Regions from separate parts of the Ovis aries genome. Here region 2 is linked to region 1. Evidence: chromatin contacts called from public Hi-C data. All regions are on one chromosome and are shown on one strand. The core of a region is the stretch at or near the end of the contact, and the rest is flanking DNA. Distances in the headings are between cores, read along the strand shown.

Region 1 (5,097 bases), core at 2,013-4,512:
CTTGCAAAACATGCATCATCAGAAAGTTAACCAATTATTTTGGGGATCCCCATATACTTCATAGGTACTGAGACAGTTCCTTAACACTTTGCTTGTTGATGTCCTCTGAGTACAATGTCACTTGAAGACATCACCTAGCCATTAACAGTGTCTTCAATGAATGCACTATCCAATTTGGGATCCTGTTTTCTAAAGGTGGTCCTCCCTAAACAGTTCTACACTTCTCTTTTTGCCAGAACAACACTTGTGTTACTCACACAAATGTTAAAGTGCCCTTTTCTCCTCTCAGGATTCCAACTTCACTCATGGGGCAGCCACCACACTCTCACATACATCATCCCACTTCACTTTTCTATTTCCAGGTAATGCAACTTTAAACTTCCTACTTCTCTTCCCCAGAAATCACCACCATATAAACAAATTGAAATATGCGTCTTGGGACCTCAGACCCATCAGCTCAAGCAGTCAGATTGCAAACCCCAAGTTAACACCTGTGAAGACTCTAGCTACATTTACAAATGTTCACAATTAAAGTTATATCTACTAATCTCTAAATATCTAAAAAAAATATGCTATGAAATACATATCATGAAGCCATAAAGATGTTAAGTTAAACACTTTGACCTTTAAATTGATTGATCAAAAATGATGTACTTTAAGGACAGGAGCCAACCAAAAATGTACAGATTAATACTGGTAAAGATATAAGACTATGTAATCCCCACCTTTTTAGGGACTCTTTAATACCCCCCACCCCCAGTGTCTATGCTGAGAGCTTTGTACTTTCCTCCTTTCTGATAAATCCTATTTGCTTGCTACCATGAGTGTCTGCATGTCCGTGGATTCCATTCTTCGACTCCACGAACAAGAAGTTAGATTCCCGTTTCAGTCACTTAATTTCTCTTGGACAATCTTTCTCATCTGTAAAAAGGCAAATTGCCTATACTCAGAAGTGATTCAAGTGGAATCTGCAGTTTTCATACAATTTAAGAATGTGCTTTCCCTCACTCCTCCTATATATTAATACCCGAAAACATAATGAAGAGCACAATGTCATACATACTCTACTGGTCAAAAATTTCACACTTTATTTCTTGTTTCTAATACAAGTTCATACGTGTGGAAGATAGCAAGATATCGCTACAGGGAAGAACATTCCAGAAGTACAAGCTAAGTAAAAAGACAACTTACAGTACGTCACTCAATTCAATAAATCATTTGCTAATTATTTAAATATTAACAAAGGTAATTTTGGTCCCTGCCACCCTCATTTCTCTGCGCCCTGCCACCAAGAGGTAGACTGGTTGATGACATTTAAGGTGGTGTTACAAGTGAGACTCACTAACCCACTCATGTGGGTTATGATGTGACCCACTCATTCATTCAATAAATATCTGAGACCCCAATTACCAGACATTAAACTAAGCGCCAAAGACAATGTCCAGGAAGGTGAATTTCTGGACAGGACAGCAAAAGAAAGAAAGCGAAGTTGCTCAGTCGTGTCCGACTCTTTGCAACCCCATGGACTGTAGCCTACCAGGCTCCTCTGTCCATGGGATTTTCCAGGCAAGAGTACTGGAGTGGGATGCCATTGCCTTCTCCAGATGACCCGGGGATGGGTCTCCCGCATTGTAGGCGGATGATTTACCGTCTGAGCCACCAGGGAAGTCACTAGGATAGAAGTATGTTTAAAGAAGGTAATCTGGCAGGATCCTCAGACCTTAATTGCATCACAAAGCCTCAACGCGATTACCCTGCCTTGATTGATTCTACAACTTGTGTCTAAACGAGAAATGAAGAACCAAATTCTTTCAAACAATGGCAAAAAAAACTGTTTCTCCAATCATCAAGGATAGAAGCTAAGAAAACAACATTCTTCAGCTTGCCACATGCCACAGAATACGTCAAACGGACAGTAAGGAGTGGAAGCTGCAAGAATGTTCATAGGCTGAAAGGCACAGGCCCACGCTATCCATTAGGCTATGATTAAATGAGTCCTAAAATTCTCTAAGATTCTTTTTCCTACAAGCTGATTTCAAGGCTCACCGTAGGCTTTCATCCCCAAATTCGAAGGAGAGTCAAGACAGTTTCAGAACACTGAAATAAATCCAAATTTCATCTTCTAAATAAAATCCTGAGCCAGGTCTTCGGTTCAAAGGTGTGTTTATACCTTAGGGGTCATTTCTTGAATGATCACATTTTTCTTTATAACCAAAGGTCTGTGTAATGGCCATTATTTTAAGAGCTCTGGACAAATGTTCGTTTTAAAAATCAGCATCTCTGCTTCCTAACCACCTCCCTTACTCGACTGCATTTAACAAGAACAAGGAAGGGAATAAAGTCCGGCATCTGCGAACACAGCCTCACCCCCGAGTTATCTAAAGACGCAGTCTGAAATCCTTTCTGAAATGCAGCTGGTTGCGGGGGTGGGGTGGGGGGTACCTTTTCCAAGTTATTTAAACATGGGAGACGAGGAGGGATGAGTAAGGGAGAAAGGCGAGTCCGCCCGTAGGACCGCGCGGGGGCCGAAGCGGGACCAGAACGTCGGGCAGGGTGACCACCCGGCGATCGTGGAGCCAGGGCGCTGGGGAGACGCGAAAGGTCAGAGGGCAGGCGACGGGGTCAGCGGATACTACAGGAAAGCGCAGCGCTCTCTGCTCAGATTGCCGCCTGAGTGGGAAGGCTGGGACTGGGGTCTCTTTCGCCGCCTGGACCGAGTTTCGGAGGGTACCTGACTGCGGGCGGCCGGTCCATAGCCCCGTCCCGCCGCCCCGGCGGGAGAAAAGGCAGGTTCTCCGCAGAGCCGCGACCCTCGCCAGCGATGCCAGCATTGCGCGCCACTCACAAATCCTGGCTCCCGGAGTGGAGAACTCAGCGCTCGCGCGACCACTGGGGGCGCCCGCGGACAACTCAGCCCTCTCCCGGCACCAGGTGGGAGGGGCCAGGCTCAGCCCGGCCGAGCCCTCCGAACCACCCCCCCCCGGCTCTGGGCAGGCGTCTAGTCGGTGGGTCAGTCCCAACCAAAGCCCGCGAGACTTCAAAGGCCATTGCTGGGGCTTCCCCGGTGTTTGGCCTTTCCTTTATCCATTTTCCCCGCTCCTTCCTTCATTTAACTCAATCTGTACCCAATTCGATAACCTACTTATCCCACCGCCGTAGCGGAACCTTTGTGAGGCCGGAACCAATGTGCTATATTATGCTGGAGGACGGAGGAGTGTTTTGGTGATGGACCGCCAAGTATAAGTGAAAGGTTGCTCGCGACAGTTCCGGCAGGAGAACGCGCCAGTGAGATCCTTGTCGTCGTCCGCTGAGATGCAGCGACAGAATTTTCGACCCCCGACTCCTCCTTACCCCGGCCCGGGTGTAGGAGGTTGGGGTAACGGGAGCAGCTTCCGGGGTACCCCGAGCGGAGGCGGACCGCGGCCGCCATCCCCGCGGGACGGGTACGGGAGTCCACACCACACGCCGCCGTACGGGCCCCGATCTAGGCCCTACGGGAGCGGCCTCTCTCCGCGACACGGCGGCAGCTTCCCTGGGGGCCGGTTCGGGTCTCCGTCCCCTGGCGGCTACCCTGGCAACTACTCCAAGTCCCCCGCGGGGTCCCAGCAGCAATTCGGCTACTCCCCAGGGCAGCAGCAGACCCACCCCCAGGTAATAATAGCCAGCGTTTGCCGAGCTCTTACTGTATGGCAGGCGTGGTACTCCCTTTACGTGGATTATTTTGACTCCTCTATGAGGTGGGATACTGTCGTTAGCCCTGTGTTGCCGGTGAATAAACTGAGGCTCAGAGAAGTGTAGCTTTCTTTGGAATGTTCTACAAAGTGGCAGAGCCCGACTTGTTTCTGGAGCCCTCCTGCTCTTCACCAGTACAGTGCCGCTTGTGCACAGCAGGTTTCCCTAATTCCCTCTCCTTTGTCAGGGGCATGGCCCGTTGGTTGCAGTAAACTATGCCGAGTCCTCGCTCTCCGAGGGGGAAAAATAGCGAATGAATCCCTAGCGTAGAGCTCGTCTCTCTAGAGCTACAGGCTAGTGCCATCTCCCTACTGTTGGCACCTTTTTCTTATCTTCTTCCACTTTTTTTTTTTTTTTTGACCTTGGTTTTCCGAATACACAGGCTTCTACTCCAGGTCTCTGTAGTGTTTCTAGGATTCTGTGGTTTACAACTTAAATGTGCTTAGTAGTTTTCCAACTTTATGCTAAACCAAAACACCTCTTTGAGTGTGCAGCTAATGAGATGGGAAAGGTTAGAAATTTTGAAGCTGTAGGGTAAAAAAAGTTTTAATTTGTCTCCAGAAAAAGTAGGGAAACAACTGAGAGAAAACTACAGTTATTTCATCATCAATTTTTCATTTGGCAAAGTTATCACATTAGAAATCCAAAAGGATTTGAACTGACAGTGGGCATAAAATTATTAATAAGTATATCAAATTGGTTTACTTTTTAAAAACACTAGATTAAAAGAAGCATGGACTTTGAAACTGAACATAACTGGGTTCCAGACATAACTTTTAACTAGCAGTGTGACCCCCCACTAGCCGCTAAAGAAAAAGTTCCACTCTTACCTCTGCTAAATGTCTTTAACAAATGATTTTTTTCCTAAAGGGTTCTCCAAGGACATCTACACCATTTGGATCAGGGCGTGGTAGAGAAAAGAGAATGTCTAATGAGTTGGAGAGTTATTTCAAGCCTTCAATGCTTGAAGACCCTTGGGCTGGCCTAGAACCAGTATCTGTAGTGGATATAAGCCAACAATACAGCAATACGCAAACATTCACAGGCAAAAAAGGAAGATACTTTTGTTAACATTTCTGAAATTCAACTGGACGCTTCATGTGTCAGGAACATCTTGGACAAAACTTTTACTTGTAATTAAATTGAAACCTAACATGGTGACTTTGATTGGGTAATTAGTTGTGTGTTTCATCATATCAAGTATTTTTGGTATTACAGAAGACATGGTAGGATAATTTTGCAATATTTAGCTCTCTGGAAGTGCCTACCACAATTTAGAAGATTGACATTTTCCAAATGCTTAACATTCTTGGTTATATAATGGACATTTGCCTTTTAATGTTTTTTTCCAATGTTTTAAAATAA
Region 2 (5,528 bases), core at 1,578-4,077, 160 kb after region 1:
CCACACAAGAACATAAGTATCTTCAGAATTTATAACCATGAGCTTTCACTTCAGCTGTTTCACATACTGAAACAACGAACTTTACAGAAAGGCTGCTTCTCCCATCGCTGTACTCCTCATATGCAACATATGCAACCCACACCTAACTTTGACATCAGCACCTGGTGCCAACTCTCCTTTACAATATTTACTCCCTAAGCCGCAACCCAGTCCTACGTCTCCAGCAATGAAACATCTTCTGAGAGCTTTCAAATTGTGACAAATCCAACCACCTCTCGGTTTACCCAAAGCAACTGGGCTGTAAAAGCTAAAAGCAGTTTAGAGAAATTTGTTAATATATTAATGCAACAAGTTTAAAACTTTGAACTCCTCCCCAGAACCCTTCCTTTCCAGAGCGAGGAGAAAGTCTGCTGGACCTGTCGCTTTGTCCCCTCCAAACCCCCCACCAGGGGTCCCGGGCGCGCGAAAGCGCCCCTCCCCACCGGAAGCCCCGATCGAGATGGGGTTTTTCGCCCCGCCCGCGGACCCGAATTTTGCGGAGTCTCTTCACCTCCAGCCCAGTCTCCGGGCTCTGGCCGGCCCAGCCCATGACGGACGCTCAGGACGCCGAACTCACCTGATCACCGGGCTGTAGGGGCTCCGGGAGCGGCGCCAGCTGCTGCTGCTGTAGGGGCTGGGGGACACGTCGCCGCCGCGCTCGTAGGAGCTGTGGCGGCTGTAGCTGGGGGAGCGGCGGCGGCTGTAGGGGCTCGGGGAGCGGGCCAGCCGCCGCGAGTAGGGGCTGCTGCCACCTCCCGCCGGACTGGGAGACTTGCGGTTCCGCAGGCCCTGCGAGGCCCGGTGAGACACCGGGCTGTCGTCCCGACCTCCCAGCGGGCTCAGGGACCGCTGCCGCCGCCTGTAGGCCTTGGGCTCGGTCTTGTCCTCCCGGTAGGCCTTGGGCGGCTCCTTATAGGCCGAAGGCGGTTCTTTGGACGATTTAGTCCGGCTCCGATGGGCTTTCGGGTCTCGGTCCTTGCGGCTGCTGCTGCTGCTGGACGTGGCAGAGGCGCTTTTCCGCCGGCCGCCGCTGCTGCTGCTGCTACCGCTCTTGCCGGCCTCGGCCCGCTCCTCGCCGCCGTGGCCGTGGCGGCTGCGGGACTTGGAGGCCTCGCCGCCGCCGCGCTGCCCGTCCCGCCGCCGGTGCTCGCGGTGGCGATCCTTGCTGCGGCCGCTGCTGCTGCGGCGGTCCCGGCGGGGCCTGCGCTCCGACCCCTCCCCGCGACGCTGGGTGCCGGAGGAGGAGGCCGGACTCCCGCCGCTGCCCCCCGTTCCCCCGGCAGCCGTCGCCGCCGTTGCCGCGCTGGCCCCCCCCAGCAGCAGCCCCTGCTCGGACTGGGAGCTTACATCTTCGTACTCCACCAGCGGGGTCACACCCCCGCCGCTACTAGCACCGCCACCGCCGTCCTGCTGCGGCTGGGGCAGCGAGAAGACCCGACGCTTCTCCGCCTCCTGCCCGGCGCGGGGCCCGCGGCGCCGCTTCTGCCGCCCTCCTGCGCGCCTCTTGCCTCTCGCCAGCCGCTTGACCTCCAGAGGGGGGCCCGGGCTGAAGCAAGAGGAGGAGGCCGCGGCGGCGGCGGCTGCGGCGGCGGCCGTGCCGGGAGCAGCCAGGAAGAGCAGAGGCGGCGGGGGCGGCGGCGGTTGCAGGAGCTGCGGCTGCAGGAGCGGCAACAGCAGCGGCGGCTGCTGAGGGGACAGGAATCGCCTCCGTTTGCGGCGTTCCTCCAACTTCTTCTCCGCCCAGCTCAAGCCCCCGCCTCCCCCCAGCGCCGTGTCCGAGCTGCTCGGCATCGCCTAGAGCCCGCCGCAGAGCGCGGCGCGGGTGCGGCCTCCTCCCGGGTCAGATCCTGGCCATTTCCCCCGCCGGAAACGGGAACGGCGGCAGCAGCGGCGGAGGGACACCGAGCACCAGGGCCGTCCGGGAGAAGCGCCACGATAATCCGGATCGGGACTTGGGTCCCTGGGTTCCAGGTCACAGTGGGGTACGTAGCGGCCTCCGGGCCCGAGGGCAGCAGAAATCCCGGCGGCGGAGCCCCCGATCGCTCTCGTCGTCCTAGCTTCAGCCGCAAAAACACCAGATGCGCCGGGCGCTGACCTGCGGGGGAGTCCGGAGTCCTCCAAGTGCCCCCCAGGGGTGGGGGAGCAGCCTCGGCTGCGCTCTCGGCTCCGGCAGCGCAACGCGGAAGTACCACCTTCGTCGCCGCTTCACTTCATCGCGCCCTGACGTTGGGTGCGAGTTCAGGGGAGGGGAGTGGGCGAGACAACAACACGCCTCCGCCGCCTCCTCCTCCTTCTCAGCGTCGACGTCGTCCTCCTGTAGTGGCGGCGACACACGGCGGGCGCCTCGGAAGTGGCCTGGGCCTGACAACAACTCCCGGCCTAAGGCCTCGCGCACTCTGCTGCCCGCAGGGACGGGCGGCGGGGCGGGGCGAGGCGGGGGCGACCCGGCTGCGGCTCACGGTTGGGGCAGCGAGTGTGCGGGGCTGGGCGGGGGGCTGTTTCCGGGGAGATGGGGGCGGGGGGGCGTTTCTGAGTCTGTGGCGGTGGGTAGGGGCCCTGACTTTCTTCTTCCTCCGCCGCCGCGAGCAGAGGTGGCGGTGCTGCCCTTTTCCTCCGCTGCCCCCCTCCACGAGGAGGCTCCAAGAGTGCGCGGCCGGCCTGGCTCGCTCCTCCCCTTCCCTCTCCGCTCTTCGTCAGGAGGAGGAAGGACGACGGGACTTGCTGGTTGGGCCCTAACCTCCGCAACCCCTCCTTCCAGCCTCGCTCTTTCGGCCTTTCCCCTCGGCCCTGACGCAAGGCCGGGAGCGCGCACGTACGTCGCGCTCCGAGAAAGCCGAAGGTGAGTGGTGTCAGGGGCAAAGGAGGCGGGAACAAAGTTACCGCGCACAGACGTGCTCGTTTCCGCCAAGCGGCTGGCTCCGGGCCGGAAGTGACATAACGAAGAGACAGCTTCACTTCCGGTGAGGGTGGGACTCTGTGTGAAGAAGGGTTAAAGAAAGATTCCTGTGTCGCCTACGGCTGTCGCTGGAGAATCACAGTAATGGCACGTCTGTCGTGCCTGTTGCTTGCATCCAGCGCGCATTGCCGACTCCGGATCACCGCAGGCGCCGTACCGCTTGCTTGTTGAAAGGTCATGGCGAGAGCGAGAATCTGAAGATTCAGCAATACGCCCTTAATGGCTTTTGGGGCAGGGTAGTCACCCCGTCGTCTACCCTCAACCAAGCCCGGGAGTTGGAACGCTGCGAGAAGGGAAGAGAGGGCGCCCTGCAAAAGAGGGTGGAGGTGGCATTAGCTTAAACTATGTCATGTACATCCAAGTTCCAGGCCCCGTCTTAACCTAAAAACAGTTGTAAATCAGTGTGGAATTTTCATAGTGCTGAAGTTAAAAAAACAAATACGAGGAATAAGGAAATGTCAAGAGAGTCTCAGAATTACTACCAACGGCCTTGAAGTCAAAACACCCTGCTCAAATGAGAGTTGTCATCTTGTCACTTCACCCTGTTTCACCTTAACTATCTAAATCTGTGGGTCTGCAAAACATAACCATTTAGTGATCTCAGGTCTCATTGCATTACCAGCCTTGTCTTTCAGTTATGGCCTGGGTACTTAAGACAATGAGATTAAAACTTAAATGACTTACTGTTTGGGGGGATTTTTTAATTGGAGTATACAGTTGATTCACACTGTTGTGATAGTTTCCGGTGTATAGCAAAGTGAATCCGGTATACATACATACATTCTTTTTAAGAATTCTTTTTCCTCACAGGTGTTTACAGAGTATTGAGTAGAGTTCCCTGTGCTATATCTTAACTGGCTTTTATTATGGTTGCAAAGAAAAGCTGAGTACTGCGTCGTGGCCACAAGTAGTCACCCCTTTCCAAGTTTATTTGTTCAGTCCATCAGTTTGTTCTTGGTTCTTGAGCACTTGATATCCGCCTTTCATTCATGCTTTAGTGTAAATAATTTTAATTGATTTGACACTAACACTGTATCTGAGTCTGGACTGATCTAAGATAAAATCAGACTTACCTAAAAGAAAGTACAAAAGGTGTTTGCTGAAGGGTAGGTAATCTTGAAATCGGTTCATTTCCTAGGAGACCACACAGTAGGTCCTGCCATGTAGCCAGAAGGATGTGGTAAGCGCATTGGGCAACTGAATAGTAAGGAGCAAGGCGCCTAAAAAACGTTTCTCCTTGGCAGTACTGCTGAATGAATTCAGTATTCCTGAAGCCTAAACTAGTTAGCAAGCAGCTTTTCCCAAAAACTAGGATCAGCCTGCACTATCATCCTACTTTGAAAGCCCTGGAATAATAGAACAAGGAGAGCAAAACAGGTTTATCTAGCGGTTCCTCACATGCAACAAATTTCATTTAAGAATATCATCTTCTATTCTATACTTGCAAAGAAAACTTGTTCCGTAGAAAGTGAGTAGCTTCCAATCTAGGTTGCAAACAGAAAACATGTACTAAAATATTTTTAGTATTATTCTGCCACCCTGTTTGTTTCTGCGAAGATCCATCTTAGGCAGGGGTAGGGGTGAGGGGAAGTGGGGAGAAGACCAAGAAGTGAAGCACTTTGAGGTCCCCAGAGAGAGCTACTCTCATGCTTTGAAATGCTAATGATTAGCAGGGTTCAAACTCCCCAAAAATGAGAAAGACCTTTATATTACAAGTCATATGTTTCTGCAAGCTTGTCTACTTACCTTCATTGTGAAGAGACTTGCAATTGCCACCTGAGGCTATATTTTAGCCTTTTACTATTTGTGTGTTATGTCATATTGTCTATTGGTTTTTAAAAGAGAAAAGGAAGTGGTAAGTTTTTTTTAATTGTTTTCCTTATCTAATAGCTCATATCATACCATTTCAACTGTTATTAAAGTGTGGCCTGAAACTAAAACTTTTTCAATGAATCATGCAATCAAAACTATTTTCATAATAAGACATGATTTGTCTTTATTATACTCATTTTTTCACAAATCCACCATGGAGTTTTCCAGAGGCAACGTGACATGTGATGATACCATCATTCTGATGGCTAATAGAATGTGTGTCATATGTTTTCTAGAATGTTCTTAAGTATTAGGTTTCTGAAATGTGTGAACATTTGAAATATCTGCCCAACTCAGTGAAACTTTTCCAACTGAATAATGGATGATGTTACAAAATCACGAGTTAAAGATTCATTCAAAGTGCAGAACAGACTGATAAGCTTTAATGTAACAGAACAAAAAGTTGATTGATATGATTTCAGATCTCAATTTATAATAAACCTTTAAGAAACTACTGTGGAGTTTTGGTGTAGTATCAAAGAATAACCATAATTATCTAGAAAAGCTATTAAAATACTCCCTCACTTTTCCAACAGTGTATCTTATTCATACTTTTCTACCATAACATATTGCGACAAATTCAACTCTATTAAACCAGTCAAAAAAGAGATCTGTAGAAAGGTAAAACATGAACCCTCTAACAGTTTTTCTTTTATAAAAA

The links. Hi-C and Micro-C count contacts between places; a contact is called where the count stands out from the background.
Region 2: a Hi-C map of liver shows a contact between it and region 1, with 2.1 times the contacts expected there. The contact joins the promoter of CDK13 here to the promoter of MPLKIP in region 1. A contact is called at or near these places in 3 of 16 Hi-C or Micro-C datasets (blood, hypothalamus and liver).

What each region holds. Positions count from the first base shown.
Region 1 is chr4:82,577,690-82,582,786 of ARS-UI_Ramb_v3.0, forward strand. MPLKIP (M-phase specific PLK1 interacting protein) reads left to right here and starts at 3,263. Exons shown (of 2, transcript XM_004008001.6): 1 at 3,263-3,651; 2 at 4,603-5,097. The coding sequence starts at 3,313. The coding sequence ends at 4,803. SUGCT (succinyl-CoA:glutarate-CoA transferase) reads right to left here and starts at 2,864. Exons shown (of 13, transcript XM_042249226.1): 1 at 2,732-2,864. The coding sequence starts at 2,831.
Region 2 is chr4:82,733,846-82,739,373 of ARS-UI_Ramb_v3.0, forward strand. It overlaps CDK13 (cyclin dependent kinase 13), which reads right to left and starts at 2,828. Exons shown (of 15, transcript XM_042249225.2): 1 at 617-2,828. The coding sequence starts at 1,830. It also overlaps the pseudogene LOC105615160.